2 separate regions of the Anas platyrhynchos genome follow, and region 2 is linked to region 1. The links are chromatin contacts, called in public Hi-C maps. All regions are on one chromosome and are shown on one strand. Each heading gives the region's core, a stretch centred on a gene start, on an enhancer-like site or on the middle of the called end of the contact. The rest is flanking DNA. Distances are from core to core; before and after follow the strand shown.

Region 1 (6,777 bases), core at 1,729-4,228:
TTTGGTGCTAGGAATGCTGTGTTACAACACCAAGATCATGTCCATATGGAAACAGGACAGAGAATTTACTATTAAAAATTTTAGGCTGGTATTAAATGTCAGCATAAGACCCTAAACATTACAGTGTATTTACATTTCTAATTAACTCTCTATCACACTACTACATTGCAATGCCTGGCCAACTCTGCATCTTTGCTGACCTTCAGCTCCCTGTGTTAAGCTGTTCTTGGTCATTCCCTTTCTGCCCTTTACAGCTCTTTGACCTCAGAGACACCGGTTTCACTTCTAACATACAAGCTCCAAAGCTTTATCACTGACTTCCTTCCTGTCTCCTCCACTTGGCTACCTCAGGCTTTGTATCATCATTTTCTTGAAGCTGCTCGACATAGCTCTACCTTTAGTACACTTACATCTAATACTGCTTAAATTCTTTCTTTTGCTTTGGTTTCCAGTCATCCTTTTGGATTCCAGTCATCCTTTTGTCCAGAAATTTATGTGCTATGAAAAGACCTTGATCTCCTCTGTGCAAAAATTTGCATTATATTAAAATGATGATGGAAGTGTTTAATATTGCTGGATGTACCTCAAAAGAACCACCACTTTCACTAAGCCCTTTCATTTTTCTTTTCCTGCAGTTTGCAGGGAAGAAAAAAAAAAAAGGAAAAAGAAAAAAAGAAAAAAAGAAAAAGCACATAGAGTTTTATGTTCTTAAAATTTAAGTTAAAAGTCTCTGACCAAAGTCTGAGTTTTACAGATACAAGAACAAAGACCAGCACAACTTGATACTGAAAACTAAGAATTAGTACTCCATTAGCCTTTGTGAACATCCTTCACTTCAGTTTAATGTGACTGAATACCTTATCTCTTCATAGACTTTTCCACAGAGATTTCTTGACTACGGAATTAAATGCACTAGCCACTTTCTCTGCTGTCCCTTCTGACCAGCCTAGAAAGCCTACCTGCTCTTTCAACAGTATTTCACTGCAAAGATCAAATAGCAAGAACGCGCTCTTTGAACCGGTTGAGGTCCAGTATTTCACATTTTAGGACAAAGAACTGAAACAAGTATCAGTGAAGGAGTGGTGAGGTACACTTTTCCAGCCTGTTCAAATTGTTATTTATCAAACCTTACGGTTGACACTGGACAAAATTGTACCCTGCCTTGTTGCTCACATAAGGCAACAAGCCCCCTCTCTGCCCAGTATAGAGCCAGCACCTAACGGTGATCCATCAGACCTCAGTCCAAGAGGCCTGGCATAAGGATTTCATCCAATGCAAAGCAACAGAGAAGCAACCTCAGTTTCTCTAAAGCTATTTGAGAGACTCTTAAACTTCACTTCCTCATCTTCAAATGGCATATAAAGCCTGGTAAATTTACAAGAATAAGGATACCAAAAATAGGAATACACCTACCAAGAACAGGAACAGCTTTTAAGCCTTTACACAAAAAGCTACATTTGAAAGATCCACAGCTATGAGACACAAACAAGATGCCTGAGAGTGAGCTGTAATATAAAACAAATACTGGTACCTATTTAGGATAGTCATTGTAACTCACTTGTGCTTTTTTTTTGGTTGTAAATAACATTGCTGTCCCAAACTGATACCACAAAAATCATGCTATGATGCAGTAATGCATTACATGCTATATAAAAATCATGCAGTAATGTCAACTCTATTAGTTACTGGTAATTAATAGGAGAGGCAGATTTTAATGCAGTGATGGCTGTATATTTTTTCATCATGAAAATGAAACTTTGCATATCTGATGAACTCCTGGTTGTGTTAAGTATAAACATACCTACACTGCCCCTGGCTAGTTTATGTGACAAGCTCAACACTGTACGTGAGCCAGAGAATATGAGATTCTTTCTACATGATAGACAGATCAATATGCATTAGAAATATCCATGCTTTTAGAGTGTTTTTGTTTTGTTTTGTTTTTAATCTGCAACTTGAATGCCATGGAGTTAAGATGATAAATTCAAGATCATAAACTATACAGTCTATGCCCATGACTTTTCAATGTTGTTTGGCAAATCATTGCAAAATGAATCCCATGAGAATCAACTTATCTCATGGTACAGGATGTTTACACCTGCTAAATCTGCTATTTTCTCTACACTCAAGACAGCCAAAGGGAAAAGGCAGGCTCTGCAGAAGGCAGTGGAAAGTGGGCTTCTTTTTCTTTCTGTTGGCTTGAGAGGCATTGCGGGTGCCCAAGTTAGAAATCTAACATGTTAAAGTGAATATCCTCTTTATGTAACAGAATAACTGGTTATTAATTTGTGGCCTCTGGCTTAAAAAATATTAATTAGAAGTTAGTAGAAAACTAATCAATGCTTTTTTTTTTTTTTTTTTTTTTTTTTCTGATATACTCTGCATAAACATGCACAGAGAGTAAAGACTCTCTTGTTAGCTGCTTAGCATGGCCTTCTCAGTCCGTACGATGACCACAGACAGACTTCCAACAGTTTTCTCATTAGTCTTCTCTTTGAGCACTTTGCTTTCTCTGCATCTGTCAGGAGACCAGAATGGGCTCTCTGAAAATTCTGGAGACAGATCTTTTATTTATAACTCATGCCAAGCAATATCGGCTGCCTGGGAGCAGGAATCAAATCTCTAACTATTAAGTAAACACTTGCTGCAGACTTCATATTCTAGCTGAAGGTTAATCACCAAGCAGTTTACAAAACATGAGCTAATCCAAAGGCCAAAGGTGAAATCCTATGGTCTCTGAAGTATGTGAGAGTTTCCGTAAGGCCAGGATTGCTGTCCCAATTACCTCGTGTGTCTGTATGAACATACATGTTCTTGTAAATTCACATGATTTGACATAGGAAGAGGCTACAGATGCACCCCCACCCTCCACTCTCATGCTGAAGACAGGAACCACTTCCACTTTTGAGAGGCAGTTCATTTAGCTAGCCTTGCCCAGCTGAAACACACTTCTGTGTACCTGCCCTTGAAGGGGACAGCACGCTCAAGGTCCACAACAAACAAGTCTTTACTGCCCAAGGGACAGACCATAAAATAAATTCAAACGCTCTTTGTGTTTGCTGTTACCTTCTTGGCCGGCTTTGGACAGCAATGTTTCCAGCATGTGAGCACACAATTTCTCTCCAAAGGCTCCCTGCTTGCTCTGGCAGCACAGGGGGCCAAGGCTCTGTTTGTGCAGCCTTGCTTCCCGCACTGACATTGTGCCACCAGTGGGAGATGCTCCCCAGGTCACTAGCATCACCTGGAGCAGGTGAACACCACTTTCCAGCAGAGCAAAGTTTACTGTCAGTTTTCCAGGAATTCAACATAATACTGGCACAGTCAATAACTCCTGCACTCAAAATCACCCAAAGCTCACAAGTTCAGTGTTCCCTTTACTTGTCTCAAAGCATTGATCAATGCCTATTCCATCAAAGTCCTAAAATGATATTGCCATTTTCCTCTGTTCCCAATGACCCAAATATCTCTTTCTCTCTTTTTTTTTTTTTTTTTTTTTTTTCTTTATCTTTCCTTGCTGGCCATGGAAGAGAGGAGGCACACAGAGAAGTGTACTGAAAACGAAGCAGACTGTCATCTGTATTTGTGCTGCCCGTAAATACTGGTATAAACACAGGCCAGTTAATAGACTAGCTTTCATTCACCTACAGATTTCAAAGTACCGAAATAGCTTGATCATTTCAAAATGCCAGTAAATATCTCACAAGAATTACCACAAATCTCTGGTATTCGAGCTATGCGCAGACTTACAGGTAGCTCTGCTCCCGCTATAAAATATTCTATAGCTGCTGCTTTGGCTTAAAACAACCTCAGCAACAATTCCCCTCCCAGCCTCCCCTTCACAAAACACAGCTGTTAACTGCAAACTGAAGAACACACACACACACAAAAATCACCCAAATTGCCCAATGATCATTACTGTTCAATCAAGGTAAATTGTGCAACATCCACAGCCACCGCTTCAGAGCCTCCCATCTCAGAAAAGAAAATCAGTGTCTGTGGTATTACATCCCCCCCTTCATCTTCACGGAGCTGAAGGCATTCCACAGGCAGTTTTATTTCTGAGAGCACTGATTTTCTATCGATCTGCTCTGGCCTGGATTTGAAATAGGATACTATATGAAATTGGATCCTGGGAGCCTCAAACAAGCCCAGGCTTGCAGAGGAGGTTAAACAAAAGGAAAAAGAAGTTTTTTTTTAAACACACGGTGCTAGTAAAACTAATTTTAAAGTGCCCTCTATTTCTCTCGACTGGAAGTAATATATTACCTCTATAAAGTCTTTTATATCAAGCTCTTTAAATTCTTTATTACTTATACAATACCGTTGGTGCACACCTCGCCTTAGAAATATGCATTTTAATGGTCAACCAAAGCGATCCAAACCACCAAGGTAATTAAGACTGCTTTAAAATTGGCTTCACTAGCAGACTTTTACCTTTCCCCACACATCTGACAAACTCCAGCCCAGTCCGGTAGTCCCTTAATCATGCAGTCAGTGGAAGGACTTGCACAAGAATTTGAAGGTTTACTCCCTAAATTAGAAAAAGCCTGCCGTATTGGAAAAATGAGCAGGCATGGCAGTGGGAGTGCGAAGAGGGAGAGGAAAAAATGTTAAGTGTAGGAAGGTAAAAAGGAGAAAAGATTGTTAGACGGGGACATGACATGGATGAGAGAGAATAAGTCATGTAAGGAAAAAGCAGCAAAGGATGTTGTGGAAACCAAAAGGAAAGCCTGAAAGGATGGAGAGTGTATCCTGAACACAGCAGGTTTTTGCTTTAAATGTGTTTGCAAGACATTGAACAGAGAAGAAAGTGCGGGAGGAACAGAGATAGCTAATTTGAGTGTAGAGCCAAGGAAAAAAAAAAAAAGAAAAAGGAAAGAAAGTAAAGATCACCCAGGGTTCACTTCCCACTCCCCCAGCCTGGGATGCTAATTCCTCTGCAGCTGAATCTGAAACACTGTGAGCATTCCCGGCACGGTGAGCCTTGCCAGAGCCCCACTGAAAGGACCAGTCAAGTTTTAGATGTCTTGTTAACTTCATTTTTTTTTTCTGGAATAGCACATTGCATTGAAAATTTTATATATTTTGTTTGTTTCTAAGAACACAAAAAAGAAATTGCCACAAAGCCTGCTTTGAAGCTTGATGGAAATTTCATCTTTCCAACCGAGAAATGTGTAAAAATCAGAACGTTCTCATTAATACAACAGTAGCCTCTTGCTGGCCAGATAAGCAAGCAAGAGAGCAATCCAGGTTTAAATACCAGGGATGTCTGATTTGTCCATCAAAATGAAGGAACAAGACAACGCTGCCTAATTATCAGCATTACAAGAACACTGCCCTCCTTCAAATCAAGCACAAGGGCTCTTCTCCATCTTCAGAGCCTCTCAGAGAATCCGCCAGCTACTTTTGAGCCCCCCTCCCTGTTTCCTCTGTGAGCTCTCTTCCTGATCTGGAGTCCTTCAGAGCTGGGAACCAGACCCCCTGCCTTGATTCCCATCATCCGCACCTATTTATGTCAGCAAGCCGGGCCAGCTGGCCTCCTGCATCTGCTTACCGTGCCCATCTTAACAAAACAAACATGAAAGTAAGAAGTCCAGCAGCGCCTTGCCTGCCCAGTTAGAACTTGCTCCCTGCTCTGTCAGCTTAACCCACCTGGATTTGAGGAAGCCACCCCTGTGCCTCCCCAGCTCCTGTTCCCTAGGCACTGTGCCAGGGCAGCTGCCTGGCCTCCCGTGGCATCCAGCCTGCAGAGCTGCCGCCTGCTCCTCTGCAAATAATTCAGAGGTATTGCTGCGCTCTGAGAAGGGTGTAGGCTTGTTGTTTCTACTTCACTAGGAAAGATACATTTTTATTTTTCTTTCCCTAAAAGAAAACATTCCATACTGAGATACCAGCCTGGCTCAGACTGATCCCGCCATATCTGGTGGAGGACGTCACAGCAGGCTCTGCAAGCACAGACTCTGCAAACACTGATTTCACGCCCCCTCCATGGGACCTTAACTTGCCCAGTGCTACTGAGCACAACCAGCGACTGAAGGACGAACACGTGCTTGCAGAGTGCCACGGCAGGTCGGCTGCCAGCATCTACAGGCAATGACCAGGCACACGGCCAGCCGATTTGATGGCCAAGCTCACCTGGGAATTTTTACTCATTCCCAGACTAATAATCTGTTCCTTTTTCATGGAACTCCTTCCTTTCATGCTTATATGAAAGGGCATGAGCTACGGGAAAAAGTGCTGCTTATTCAGTCCGAGCACTTTTTTCCACAAACTGAGGAAACCATGTTTGGTTCCACATGAAGGGAAAGACAATATTTATAAAGGAAGTTCCCACACTTCCTGTTCAAACAAATCACTCCTTGCTGTTTTTGCAATTACAGCTCTACCGTAAAGAGGAGGAAAAAGAAGAAAAAGCCCCGGGCATATTATTTCCTTTCAAAGTCACTTGTCTATGACAAAGCAGCTTCCAGATTGGAAAGAGTTAAGCATGCGGGACAAACTGTCAAGTTTTCAGTAACTAATTTACTCTTCCTGTAGGCCTGGAGGAAATCCACAGTGGCCACAAATATTCCTCACTCCTTTCGATATGACTCTTTGTAAAATGAATTTTAATGGCCAACTAAAGCGATCCAAACCACAGACGTAATTAAAGCTGTTGAAACTGGCTCCACAAAGTGCTGAGAACTTCCCTGAACCCCTGTACAGGCCCGGCTGGAAGCTCTCGCCAGGCGGCTCCCTCCTTGCCACCGCCACCACCACTGTGGTGGCCAGTGCAGC
Region 2 (6,777 bases), core at 1,341-3,840, 140 kb after region 1:
CATGTTGCTCACTTGCTAATTGCCAGAATCCAGGTGGGAAGAAGGATGGGAAGAGGAAGGCTGTTCCAGCACAGCATGCCGTGTTCCTCTAAAACCCAGAAACGACTGAGACCATTGCACAACCTCTGCCTGCACAGAGCTGCCTCCCCACTACCAGTACTCACTGAGACTCTACACGGAGGTAGCTCATTTGAGTTGCATTTTCTAGGGGAAACACCATTTCAGACAAACATACATGAAGAACACACAACTGAAGCCTGAGCTAGCTGACCCCAGCTGTTTGCCCTGTCCCTCTGCCAGCAGAGAGAGGAGCAAGAGGCTCACGCTACCGGACTTGACAACATTACGTGCTAACACGAACAGCCATAAAATGCAGTTTACATTCATATGCCAAGCTGTAAACTCTGGCAGATTCAAGCTCCAATAGGAAACAAGGCTGAATGGCAAAGTAACCTCTGGCAAAGGGACAGGATGAACAGCTGGATGCTTCAGCTCCCGGAGCATAAGTCAGTGTCACAAGTGTATTTATTATGCTGTCCTTCCCATGTCGTCAGCAATCTGGGAGTATCAAGGAAGTCTGGTAACAAAACTGTTGCAGCAGATTACCAAGAGCAACCAAAGGTTCTGGTGCATGTTTGGGGGTTCACTTTATTACTAAAAGCATCGCATTTTGCTGGGTCAATAGCAGGTTTGTACTGTTGCATCAGAACATAGAAAAAGCTTTTGTTACCAGAACTCACCTTGCAAACTCCTCTCCCAAACACAGCCATCATTTCGTTTACATTCTCTGCTGGTTTAACTAACAGCCTCTAAGGAAGATAGTTTTCTACTTCGCTTTCTTTTAGGTTAGGTTCTCACCAGCTCTTGGGAACCACAAACATTCAAGGCAAGGAGGACAAGCCAAGCCAGGCTCGGGAGCAGACTTCCTCCCTTTTGTTTTGTCTGGAAGCGTGCTCTGTTCTGGCTTTTCCAACACAGGCAGCAGCCCCCGCACCGGAGCACGCAGGATCAGTCTCACGACCCAAGAGGTGGGCTGGGTACGGAGCGCTGGCCCCAAGTGCCTTCGTGAGCTCGCTCCCAGCTTCACAGCTAATGGATCACCCACCCGGCTCACAACCCCGCTCCTGCAAGGCCGGTTATGTATTTCGAGCTTTGGAAAGGCGAGAGAGAAAACTTCCAGCTCAGCTTTGGAGCTGACACCCTTCAAAAAACTCGAGGCGATCCCAGGTACGTCCCGGCAGCCCACTGCCTACCGACCCTAGCTTCCTTCTAGATTCCATTGTAATGAGAACATAAATAGTAGGACAAGCACATATCACTCTTGAATGAATTACCTATTGAGAGTTCCCTCTGGTGTTCACTAAGTTAATCATCACATTCAAGGTAACAGCGTTAGCTACAAAAGCACCAAGTTCCCCCACGAGCAAGTTTTTCTTTGGATGGCGGTAGGGACAGGACCGCAGCCTCGCAACTCACCGACAACAAAGAGATTTCCACGAGATTTCAGAGCCTCAAGAAACTTGCAGCTCGCTCTGCGTTCACCCCAGCAGCCGGCTAACCCCAAAAGGACCCGAACCGGGGCCGCTCCCTCCCCTCCCCGGGTGGCGCCGAGGCTGCGCCAGCCTCCCGTGGGGAGACAGCCGCAAGTCACAGGTACAGCCCATCGCGACACGGAAAAAAAATAAAAAAAAAAAAAAAAGGAAGGCAGAGGTGTTCAGCGGTGCCGAATAACTAAGCTTTGAGTCACCCATGTTCCAAGCTCGCATTTCCATTCTCCCGCACGGAACGCGAGCGAAGCACCCCGTATGTAATTAACAGCTCGGAAAGAAAAGTTTAAAGCTGCCTGAGCGAAGAGACGGGAGGAAAAACCCCAAACAGCTCGGAGCCGGCGGGGAGCGGGGCCAGCGCTGGCCGCGCCCGGAGCGGGGGAACCGGGGCCGAGCTGCGGGGGCTCGGGGGGCGCCGCGGCCCCTGCAAGGACCGCGCTCAAAGTGCGGAGCCCCGAAAGCGAAGCCAGCCGGGGGGCGAGGAGCAGCGCAACCCCCCCGTGCCGTGCCGAGCCGTGCCGTACCGTGCCGGTCCCTCCGCCCTGCCCGATACCCCGCGATCCCGGGGAGAAGGGGAGAAGGAGGAGGAGCTCGCCCCCCGCTACCCCCAGGGCAGGGGAAGGGGCTGCGTTACCTTCAACAGGTGCAGGCAGGGGGGAGCCCCGCGGAGCCCCGGAGCTGCCCGAGCGGCCGGCTGCCCGCAGCCCGGGGCTGGGCGGAGGCGCTACGGCAGCCCCCGGCGGCCGCCCGCTGCTCCCCGCGGGCCCCACCTCGGGGAGAGGAAGGAGGGGAGGCAGGGAAAGAGGAGAGAAAGAGCCCCGAGAGGGATCGAGCGGCCGTCACATGGCGCTGCCGATCCGCCAGCCGGAGCCTACGCCGGGGAGCCGGAGAAAAGCTGCGAGGAGGGGACACACCTGTAGGCGCAGCACATATCCGCTGTGAGCACAATGCGAGACAGGAAACTGAAAAGGAACAGCCCAGGAAAGGAGAGAGGCTCCCGTCCCTCCCTCTTTCCCTCCCTCCCTCCCTCCGTCCTCCTCCTCCTCCTCCTCCTCCTCCTGCTCTCTCCACCCCCTGCCCCCGGTCAGGATCCGCTTGCAGCGCTGTCTCCTGCCGGGAGCAGCAGGCAGAGGGCCGGGCGGAGGAACCAGCCGCACTTTCTCTCTCCCTTTCTCTTCCCCGGCTCTGTATTGTGTTGCCCGCCAGCCAGGCAGAGCCCAGGGGGCTCCCCTCACGGGGGAACCGGGGTCGGGCCGGGGGCTCCGCTCCAGCCCCCGGGATGCGAGCCGCGGGCTGCCCTTGGGAATCGCTGGCCGGGATCGGAGAGCGGGGGAGACCCCGGCTGTGCCCAGCCTGGAGGCCCGGGGATGCCCGGCACGGCCCCGGGGGGGGTCGAGGAAGCACCCCCCGAAGGGGTCGGGAAGGGGAAGATCGCCACCCCTCGTCCCCTCAGCGGGGATGCAGCTGCTGTGGGGCTCGGGGTTCCCCTCTCCCGAGCGCTCCTGTCGTTGTGGGGCCCAAAATATGTCCCCACCACCCCCGGCAACATCTGGAGTGAACTTAGAGTACTTCGGGGTTTACCCCTCTCTGGTCAATCTGTGCGCGGTCGCGCTTTCTGAAGGTCTGTCTCTTCCCCCTCTGGGGCTCTCCACCAAAACCCCAAATTTCTCCCTTCCTCCCCCAGAAACACCCAAACGGGAGCCCGCTCCTTGTGCACAAACAGGGAGTCGCATTCCTGCAGCATCAGGGGCTTCCCTGCGCCCAGACACCAAATTTGCCTTGACTATATATCCCTATAACATAGAGATGATCTATTAAAAAGAGGGATGGATTAGCAGAATGGCTCACGTAAGCTTTAGGCAAGTTGTTTAGGCTTGGTAGGTGACTTTCCATCAGTCAAACGTGGACAGGCAACGTTGCAAGGAGCAGTTAATTAGCTGCTGTTGGCACTTTGAGTGCAGCTTCATTAAATGCTGCGTGCATTGGGCTTCTTGCTGAAATAACAGGAGAGGGCTGGTCAGAGCCGTGCTTCTCAAATGGCACCTGGGAAGCTGCTGAGAAACTGTCACTGGATCTCGGAGCAGTAACAAATAGGAAATAAATAAAAACCAGCTCCAAAACCTGTGCAGGAGTAGGAAGTGGCAGGCTGTTGGAGGAGATATTAAACTGGCGCTCGGCCACAACTGTGCAAAGTGCAGCCACGGTGTTTGCAGCGGGGTGGGACCATTGTGGTGTTGTGTGGGCTGGCTGGGTCCCATCCCCTCTTCCTGAAAAGCTCCAGCAGGTCTCGTCCCTGCCTGTTTGCCTCTTGCCTGCTCCATACGTGAGCGGGCTGAGTCGCCACAAGATGAGGAAGACCAACTCTAGCATCGTTGTGGAGTGTCTCAGATCTGCATGCCCTCCCCCTCCCCCCCCCCCCGTACCTCTTCATTTGCTGGAAGAAGGAAAGGGGATCTGAAGAGGAGGGAGATGGGAAGGAAAATTGGGTTAGTCGCATCCTGCAAGCCCTGGGAGAGATCCAGGACAGAGGAACTCACAGGCTGCTAATGGGCTTGGTGAGACCTCACTTTCCAGGCTGTTTTTTCAACGTCTGGGCTTATGGCCAGGTTGTGCCCAAACTTTTTGCAGAATGCCCTGGAATTACCGGCCAGGCAGCTCTCCTTGTGCCCTGGCCTGTGAATCCCTGTCTCCTGGCATGCTCTGCCCCCAGGGCTTTTGCTGGGGGCTCTGTCACTTGTTCCCCCACCCCTGCCTGCTCCAAAGCCCGTGATCTGCTCACTGCCTGGGGCAGCAACCCCAGCAGTGGTCCCACACCTGCTCCATCCCGTGGCCAGTGGCCAGGGCTGTGGCGCTTGCCATACTGCTGCTGCCTCATGCTGGGTGTCCCCAGGCTAGATCTAAGCCTTAGCCCCCTCCTGGCACTCTGCATGGTTCCCTCTGGCTGGAACAGTTCCCTCTGGCTCCTGTTGCTGAGGCTGTGTTTTTTAGAAGCCTGCCTGTGGACACAAACAGGCAGAGCAGTGGTGACAGTTGATTCAACTCCAAAGAGGAGCTGGTGGAGGGAAGCTGTGCTGAATCCTCAGCCGGTCCGTGATAATTACCTGCTGTGTGTTTGACCTTGCCTAGTGTGACAGGGATTATGAAGTTGAACTGGAGCTCAAGGTGGCCGTGCAGCATCCCATCCCAGGCCAGCTGTCTCCTCTGCTAAGCCTCCATACCTTGCTTTTCTGCCAGGTGCCCGTGGCTGTGCTAAAGCAGCAGCGTGGTGCCTCAGCCCACGCTCCTGCCCGCTGGGGCACAGCTGCGTGCAGCAGGACCGGTGTTAGCCCGGGCTGAAACGAAGCAGTGCGGCACTGTTCGGAGCTAGGCCTGCTCGAGGAGGAGCCAAGTGTTCACAGGAAGGTCTTCTGCCTCTTCTTTGTCTTGGAGGCAGCACGTTGTCCTCCCTGCAGCAGGGCTTTCAGCCCGTTCTGTTCCCTAAGTATGTGATATGGCTAGATAACTCCCCAGTGAACCCAGATAACAGCTGCTCATGAAAAACTGCTATTTGCTGCTGACGGATAATCCTCCCTCCCTCTTATTGCCACTCACCAAAAATAATAATAGTAATAATAATCAAATCCTAAACACAGAAATGCATAGAAAAGAGCAACAAGTAAATGACTGAATGATTAACAGCTTCCCGGCGTCTTGGCAATCTTAACTGCACTCGCACGTGCATGGGCAGCATGCAGACCGAGGGGGAAAGCCCTGCCTTGTCACTCTCCATTGTAAGGACAGAGATAACGGGGCTGCATGTGGATAGGATGCCAGTCCAGATTTCAATTTCCTATGTATTTCCTCCCTCTGCACTCCCCCTGTCTCTCCTCACCTTGTTATCGCCCAGTCCCTGTTACGCACTTCCTTCTGTTTTTGTCTCTGCCTGTTGTTCTGTTTTTGTCTCTGCCTGGTGTTAGCCTTTATGCTGGATGCACTCTCTGTGCCTGCCCCCTGCTTCCTTCCCTGGCCGTGTCAATCCTCAATTTTATCCATACACAGCTCTGCTCCTACTGCCGCCACCTTAGAGGCCTGTAATAAAAGGAACAGAATTTCCAGCTGTTGTCATTAGAAACACCTCACTGTGCAAACACCAGGACTAACGAAGCCCGGTTTCGTGAATCTTCATGCCTTACTCACTGGTTGCCATCCCCTTGCCTCCCATTTCTCCTCCGTGCTCCTCGTGCCACCTCTACAGGGTGGCAGGAGGGTTGGGAGCAGCGCCCATGCTGCCCAGCCCAGTGGCCTGTGGCTGTGTCCCTCCTGCATTTCTCTCTTCTGGAAGATAAATTTGAGTTGCTGATATGCGTGGGCCCCTGGAACTTCATTATCTTTGAGACCTGCGCCTCCTTCATGCGTGTGCTTGCAAGTGGCCAAGGTGTTGTGACATTTTTGTGAGGGGCCAGTGGGCAGCTGAGCAGCCAGGTGAGCAGTCAGCCTTCAGGAAGGACGGTTGTTGCCGTGTGGTCATGGAGATAACCTAAGAACCACCCAAACGGCTGAAAAGGAGCCTCAGAGCCATCAAAATGATTTAAATTGTGCTTTGCACAGAAAATGTTGATTTGTCCCTGTGTTCCCACATGTCAGAGCAACATCGTGACAGCTGGCCTCGGGGTCTCGCTCATCCCAGCTCTCATCTGAAGGGGCAAAAAGGGGAAAGGATCCCTCCTGGTGGGAGCAGCAGTGTGCCTGCTGTGCTGGCCAGATTCAGGCTGGCTTAGCACCACTTCCATCCTTGGTAATACACTCGTATTGATGATGGGGATGCCAGGAGCATTGCTATGAGGGGTAGGACCCTGTCTGAATGGTTTTAGTCTTTTTTGTTATGGTATAAGGCAGGGATCTACTGGACATGTTCACCCTCTGCCCTAGTGCAGGGCATCCTAATGTCTTCTGTTCCGACAAGGCATCACACTGCCTTGCACCAGAGACTGAATGACCCAGACATCCATATTCATATTTTCACAGTCCATAAATCACCCTGAAATCTACTTTTTCTGTCTGAGAAGTGCCAGATACATCTAAGTTGTTATTATCAGATTTGTGAAATGTCACTGCAAACATCCCGAGTTTCATGCCCTTTGCACCAAACTCCTATGGCAGATCAATTTGTCTATATCTGTTTATTTCCTGTGGTTGATGGCTCTCTCATAAACCATTTTCCATCAATTCAGAGAAAATCTTTATGGGTAAA

The links. Hi-C and Micro-C count contacts between places; a contact is called where the count stands out from the background.
Region 2: a contact with region 1 is called in a Hi-C map of small yellow follicle, with 2.6 times the contacts expected there. The contact joins the promoter of PLXNB2 here to the enhancer-like site in region 1. A contact is called at or near these places in 4 of 8 Hi-C or Micro-C datasets (F5 follicle, liver, skeletal muscle and 1 more).

Annotation. Positions count from the first base shown.
Region 1 is chr1:21,564,018-21,570,794 of IASCAAS_PekinDuck_T2T, forward strand. All of the region lies in intron 2 of PLXNB2 (plexin B2), which reads right to left. Among named protein-coding and RNA genes, the nearest start is that of PLXNB2, 140 kb to the right of the region's middle. Within about 2 kb of position 2,979, at least 1 of the 8 cell types and tissues checked has an H3K27ac peak or open chromatin away from gene starts, as enhancers often do.
Region 2 is chr1:21,702,520-21,709,296 of IASCAAS_PekinDuck_T2T, forward strand. PLXNB2 (plexin B2) reads right to left here and starts at 2,591. Exons shown (of 38, transcript XM_038173392.2): 1 at 2,462-2,591.